Linked DNA regions of Mus musculus: region 2 is linked to region 1. A link is a contact called in public HiChIP or PLAC-seq data. All regions are on one chromosome and are shown on one strand. Each heading gives the region's core, a stretch centred on a gene start, on an enhancer-like site or on the middle of the called end of the contact. The rest is flanking DNA. Distances are from core to core; before and after follow the strand shown.

Region 1 (2,822 bases), core at 74-2,573:
GTGGAATTTTGCTTTTTAAGTACCCCAAAATCCCCCAGGCTCACTAATAGTTACACTATAATATGATGGCCTTAAATGCTTTCCCTACCCACAGCAATATCACACATATCACAGACATTTAGCATCTACTCCTACACTGCAGTGAGATCAGTGGATAAGACTGTGACTCTCCAACACTTACACAAAAAGTCAAACATGGCCATGAGACACATGTGACCTTAAAACGGTGGCAGGGCACGGAGACAGGAGGACCGCTTGGGCTTGCTAAGCTGTCAGCACCCACATTGTCTAGCTTCTATTAGCCTGTAATTCCTGCTGCGGGGAACCTGATACCCCCTTCTGGCCGCTGAGAGTACTCTCACTCATGTATGCACACATATGTACAATTAAAAATAAGGACATCTTAAAGGTTGTTAGATTTACTCACGTTTGCGTGTCGACAAATATATCTGGGCATACACACACCATGTCAACGTATAGGGAGATCAGAGGACAATTTGAAGGAGTTGGGTCTCTCCTTCGATCACGTGGGGGCTGAGGGCCTGAATATATATCGTTAGAATTGTTGTGAGCCCCTTTAGCTGCTAAGCCAGTGGCTCTCAACTTTACTAAGGTGGTTCCTCAGGTTGTGGTGACCTCCAGTCATAACATTATTTTCACTGATACTTCACAACTGTAATTTTGCTACTGTCATGAATCATAATGTAAATATCTGTGCTTTCTGATGGTCTTAGGCGACTCCCGTGAAAGGGTTGGTTGACCCCCCCCCAAGGGGGCCAGGACCCACAGGTTGAGAAGTGCTGTGCTAAGCCATCTTTACATCAGAAGGCTACACTCAGCGCATTAAGCCAAAAGCACCGGAAACCTAGGTTGTAGCAAACCATTGGTTTTTAAAGGAGTTAATGAGGAAAAAGGAGGAGCTGATCTGCTCCACGGCAGAGCAATGTCTCCGTGACACTCGACACAAAAGCTACAACTGCAGAGGTCATTCACTTCCATTTCTCTTGTTGTCCATCTTGAAATGTGTCACCGTGTGTGTGTGTGTGTGTGTGTGTGTGTGTGTGTGTGTGTGTGCTGAGACCCAGGTCACATGGCCACTTGCCACATCGACTACAAAATTCAGGTCTCCTGACTCCTCCTCCTTCAGCTTTCAGTGCCTTCCCCTTCCTGTGCAAGGCTTGAAGCCTCTCAGCTCTCTGAGAGCCAGGTGGAGACACACACACCTCTGTGGGTAAAGGCCAACTGTTAGGAAGAGTGTGACAGAAGGGAGCGGCTGCTAATGAGACAGGCCTGAGTAATCAGGCTGAGGCGTTGTCGGCAGGAGCTGATGAGGCTGGACCGCTTGGCCGAAGATGCTGTGATCACTGCTCACACCTGACAACACCCACACTCATACCCGTCTGCGTGCAAATACACATTCCTTGGCGATCCCTGTTTGTCACACCCTTCTGAGGCACCGGCCTCAAGGCTCTCAGGGCATGAGGACCAAGCTGAAAATAGAAACGGAGGGTTAGAAGGGTGGGGCAAGGTTCAAGCAATTCAAGCAGTGAAAAGAAAGTCCTCGAAGCATGCCTGAGGAGGTCACTGGAGTTTCACATTTTCTTCTTCTCTGCTCACTCTGTTTACAGAGAGATTCTTCAAGTGCCTTAGAGTTGACCGTGTGGTATCTCCAATTTTACTCTTCAGGACCTTAGAGAACTTTTATATCTGAGGTCTGATATAAGCCCTTAATTGCAACAGTGTAAAAGGCAAACCCACCATAACAGTCACAAAGCTGGCCTGGACCAAAGTAACTCCTCTCATTTAAACGGAAGTTAGGTCTGAGAGTGACTTTCTGTAAGACTCATGCTTCCCAGGAAAACAGCAACTTAGAAAACATCATGATGCCAGCAAGTGACCTGCCCAGCAGTGTTTGCGGTGAAACATCCTAAAACTTAAACCCAACAGGGCCCCAGAGTTGTCCGTGAGCGTGACGAAAACTTTTATGAGAAAATAACGTATACAATTCTCCCCCCATGCTGCAGCCCTAAACCAACATGTCCGTTGCTTATTGATTAGGAGGCGTACAGCAACCCACAGATTTATAAAATAACACTTTCTTTGGTGGTGATGGGGGTGGTGAACTGCCTGGGGTCATCGATATATTTGACCTTAACAGTATGACTAAGAATAAAGGACATGGCCATGGGTTCCAGGGCAAGTCACAAACTTATAGAATCCACGGGAGCACACCCACCAGTGAAAACATGCTAAAACAGCAGCGCCTTCCATCAGCTACAATGAGGGGCAGCAAAGTATTGCATTTAAATTCAAGTGTGTTCCATAGCTGCAGTTGCTCATGGAGGCCAGTAGAGGGCACTGAATCTCCTTGGGCTGTAGTCACATAGAGTAGTGTGTTACTCTGATGTGGGTGCTGGGAACTGAACTCTGGGCCTCTGGAAGAGTAGCATGTGCCCTCAACCTCTGAGCCGTCTCTCCGGTTCCAGGAAGTTTTAAACTGAACGAGTTAATTTTGGCAACACTATTAAACCACTACGAAATAGGGATAAATATTTTAATATATATCACAAGATGGTTTTGAGAATTCTTTTGACATTAATACCCTTTTTCTCTCGGATATTTGATGTATCTATCTCAATTTTATGAAATCTTTTAGGCAATCATAAAGAGTAAGTGATAAAAGACTGAAAAGTAACTGTGATTGAGTCACCAAGAAATTCAGTGGGTAAGGAAGGGCACAGGCTACCAAGCCTGACCACTTAAACTTCAGTGAATAAGAACCTAATAACAAGCTATTCTCTGACCCCGACATTCAACCTCTC
Region 2 (2,923 bases), core at 417-2,916, 140 kb after region 1:
AAAAACACAATATAACAGGGCTGATTCTTTATGCGGGACCTTGACAAGATAAACGACTGTGCCTGGATCTGCAAGAGAAGTCACTCAATGGGACTTCAGAGTGCAGGAGACAACTGACTATGCCTCTGGGCTTCCAGAAACACCTGAAACACAGAAGCAGATGTGGAACGGACGGGAAGCAGGAAAACCAATCACACCCAGAGGACAGAGTCAGAGTGGAGGCTGCTGCTCTGGGGAAGGAGTAGGGACACAGTTATGGATGGGAAATATGGCTCCTAGGGAAGTGTTTTCAAGATGCAAGCCAATTCACCTGAACTTAGACTGGTCTTCCCCTGTGAAAGTCACTGATCACAGGAAGAAACCATCGCCTGCATGGTTTCCTAGCACTTGGGATTACGGGCATGTGCCAATGCGCCTGGCTTTTTAAAGGGTGTTGGGAATCTGACTCACATCTTCACGCTTGCCTGGCAAACAGTTTTCCGTCTCACCCACATCACCAGTCCTACCTTGGGATCTAGGCCACCCTCAGCATCAACGTGGTCCCACTTTCAGCAGCGTTTACTCCCTGATTCCATCACCCGAATGAGTCCGCTCTCTTCTGCCTGAGACACACAGAATTTCCTTTCTTGAAGGGAAGGAATCCTCGGAGCATCACCTGGAGACAACAGCCTTCCTCTTATGAGGAAGGGCACAGATTCCAGAGAAATGAGTAGCTTTCCCAAACTCACGACCATAGAAGCGAAGCAGGAACTGAAAGCCACACCGTTAACCAGCTCCTGCCGCCCACACAGTCAGGTTTCCCACTCTCTGCTGTCTTGTCTTCCCTGTTTCTCTCATTTCCCAACCCTGTAGGGCTTCTAAGTCATGGAGAAGTGTTTTGTTGCCAAGCAGGCCACTGGGGCAGACTTACCTGGGGTGGACAAAGCATGCGACCAATTCTGTTGGCAGTCATCCTGTTTTGCATCTCTCTCTCTCTCTCTCTCTCTCTCTCTCACTCACTCACTCACACACACACACACACACATGGGCATAGTTCATGCATATTTACCATCAGGAAAAGATTCGGTCTTCTGGGCCTATTGAAGAGACCTGAGTGGTCTTCCCAGGCAATAAAATTATTGCAAAATCCCTACAGGTAGCCAACAGAACCTTTAATTGGCTGACACATGCCACCACTGATTCATTCTGCACCTTTTTACAGGCAAGTGCTTGATTCCATCTTTTTGAAAACAGGTTTATACTTTCAAAGTATTTCCTCTCCCAGTGTTGCCCCTGCCGGAAATGTTACTTTTTGATTATTGGACGCAATAAAACAAATAGCCTACATTAAATTATCTTTTCTTCCAAACACCAGACTAGGAACTTAAGGAACTCAGGAAAAAAGAAAAAAAGGAAGAAACCAATTCCGCACACTAGAAATCAGCAACTCTTCAACAAATCAGTCACCAGCAACAAGTGACTGCCTAGCAGGAGAACCCACATTCAAGTTTCCATGCTGAAAGACAGAGAAATCGTCTCACGCAGTAGCAACGAAATTAATTTTTCTTGAGGAGGGGTGGGACAAGCTAAGGAGCTAGCCAGTTCGATTTTGCTCAGTTCCTAAGCGAGCCTGCCAGGCTATACCCGACTCGAACTGAGAGGAAAGTCAGATGGGGGAATTCCCTTGAAAATATGAGTCACAAATATGATTCACAGGCTTGGAAAATTCAGAGCACAATCACTACAAGTTAAATAAACCCAACCGTGTTATTTGCTAAGTACCTAAGATACGTGCTTCCTTGTAAACACCTAGTGGAGGGAGACTCACACAGCCCTTTCATTTTCCTATTTTGCAGGCTGGCAAAAAAAAAAAAAAATTCTTTTTTCTAAGTTTCACAAACTAGTATAAAAGAAAGTTGAATGTATTTCATTAGCATATGCGTGGGCACAGCTTATGCAAATCTATCATCAGGGAAGGATTCAGTCAACCAGGCCTGAAACCTATGGAAGGGAGGCAAGGGGTTGAAGAGTGCCAGGTAGAGGTAGTCTTTGGAAGCAACAGCTTACAAAATTATCATAAGAAGCAGTCAAAGGGTTTCTGAAGGGCCTGTGCAAGGATTTGGAAGCAGAGAAACCCTAGCTTCAAGATTCTGCTCTGCCCACGTCTCAAAGGTACAGATCCCCATGATGGTCAAGATCCATCATGTCCTGACTGTCTCCTCACCACTTAGTTACCGTAAATTCTTTAGGACACATTTTTGTTGACCTCAAGTGGTCAAGTAGAAATATTAACATGCAGTTTTAGCTAAACTGTTAACAAGAAAAATCTATTCTTCCCGTGCCATCTGTACACAGCAAAGTGCCATTTGTGGAAACCCGTCTTTGGGGTCCTTGGAGAGTACGTTGGATTAGCGCTGTGGTACACCTAAGGTTGGTGGCCACGATGAGAAGCAGAAGTGATAGGAAGGCACCCAGAAGCCATGAAGTTGGTTCATGTAGAGGAGCAAGCCCTCTGCTACACTCCACGGTTCTGTTCCTGCACCTTTGTCTAACACCTGGAATCCAACCTGGTTAGAGCAGCAGTGTGGGTCACTGCCCCTTTGGGGTCACGTATCAGGTCTTTACATTATGATTTGTAGGAGTACCAAATTATAGTAATAAAGTAGCAATGAAATAATTTTATGGTTGGGAGGGTGTTCACCATAACATTAGGAACTGTGTGGAAGGGTTACAGTATTGGGAAGCTTGAGAACCACTCAAACATTATGTTCCTGTAGTGGTGAGGATCAAACCCAGGACCTTGTGAAACCTAAGCAGGTGCTCTACCACTGAGCTATGTTCCTAGCTTTTCAACACATCTCAGTAGTGACAAAGAAGAAAAAGAAGAAGGAGGAGAAGAAGAAGAAGAAGAAGAAGAAGAAGAAGAAGAAGAAGAAGAAGAAGA

The links. HiChIP or PLAC-seq counts read pairs in DNA pulled down with a chosen protein or histone mark.
Region 2: a contact with region 1 is called in a FOXA1 HiChIP or PLAC-seq map of pancreatic cancer cells. The contact joins two enhancer-like sites. A contact is called at or near these places in 12 of 484 Hi-C or Micro-C datasets (the C2C12 cell line, CD4 T cells, the G1E-ER4 cell line and 7 more) and 8 of 115 datasets of contacts at active chromatin or transcription factors (CD8 T cells, bone marrow-derived dendritic cells, bone marrow-derived macrophages and 5 more).

Annotation. Positions count from the first base shown.
Region 1 is chr13:45,693,863-45,696,684 of GRCm38.p6, forward strand. All of the region lies in intron 6 of Atxn1 (ataxin 1), which reads right to left. Among named protein-coding and RNA genes, the nearest start is that of Gm34582, 170 kb to the left of the region's middle. Within about 2 kb of position 1,324, at least 42 of the 459 cell types and tissues checked have an H3K27ac peak or open chromatin away from gene starts, as enhancers often do. A contact at or near this core is called in Th1 cells, embryonic fibroblasts and pancreatic cancer cells, where this site is marked.
Region 2 is chr13:45,836,080-45,839,002 of GRCm38.p6, forward strand. The region is part of intron 3 of Atxn1 (ataxin 1); the gene reads right to left. Among named protein-coding and RNA genes, the nearest start is that of Atxn1, 130 kb to the right of the region's middle. Within about 2 kb of position 1,667, at least 46 of the 459 cell types and tissues checked have an H3K27ac peak or open chromatin away from gene starts, as enhancers often do. A contact at or near this core is called in Th1 cells, embryonic fibroblasts and pancreatic cancer cells, where this site is marked.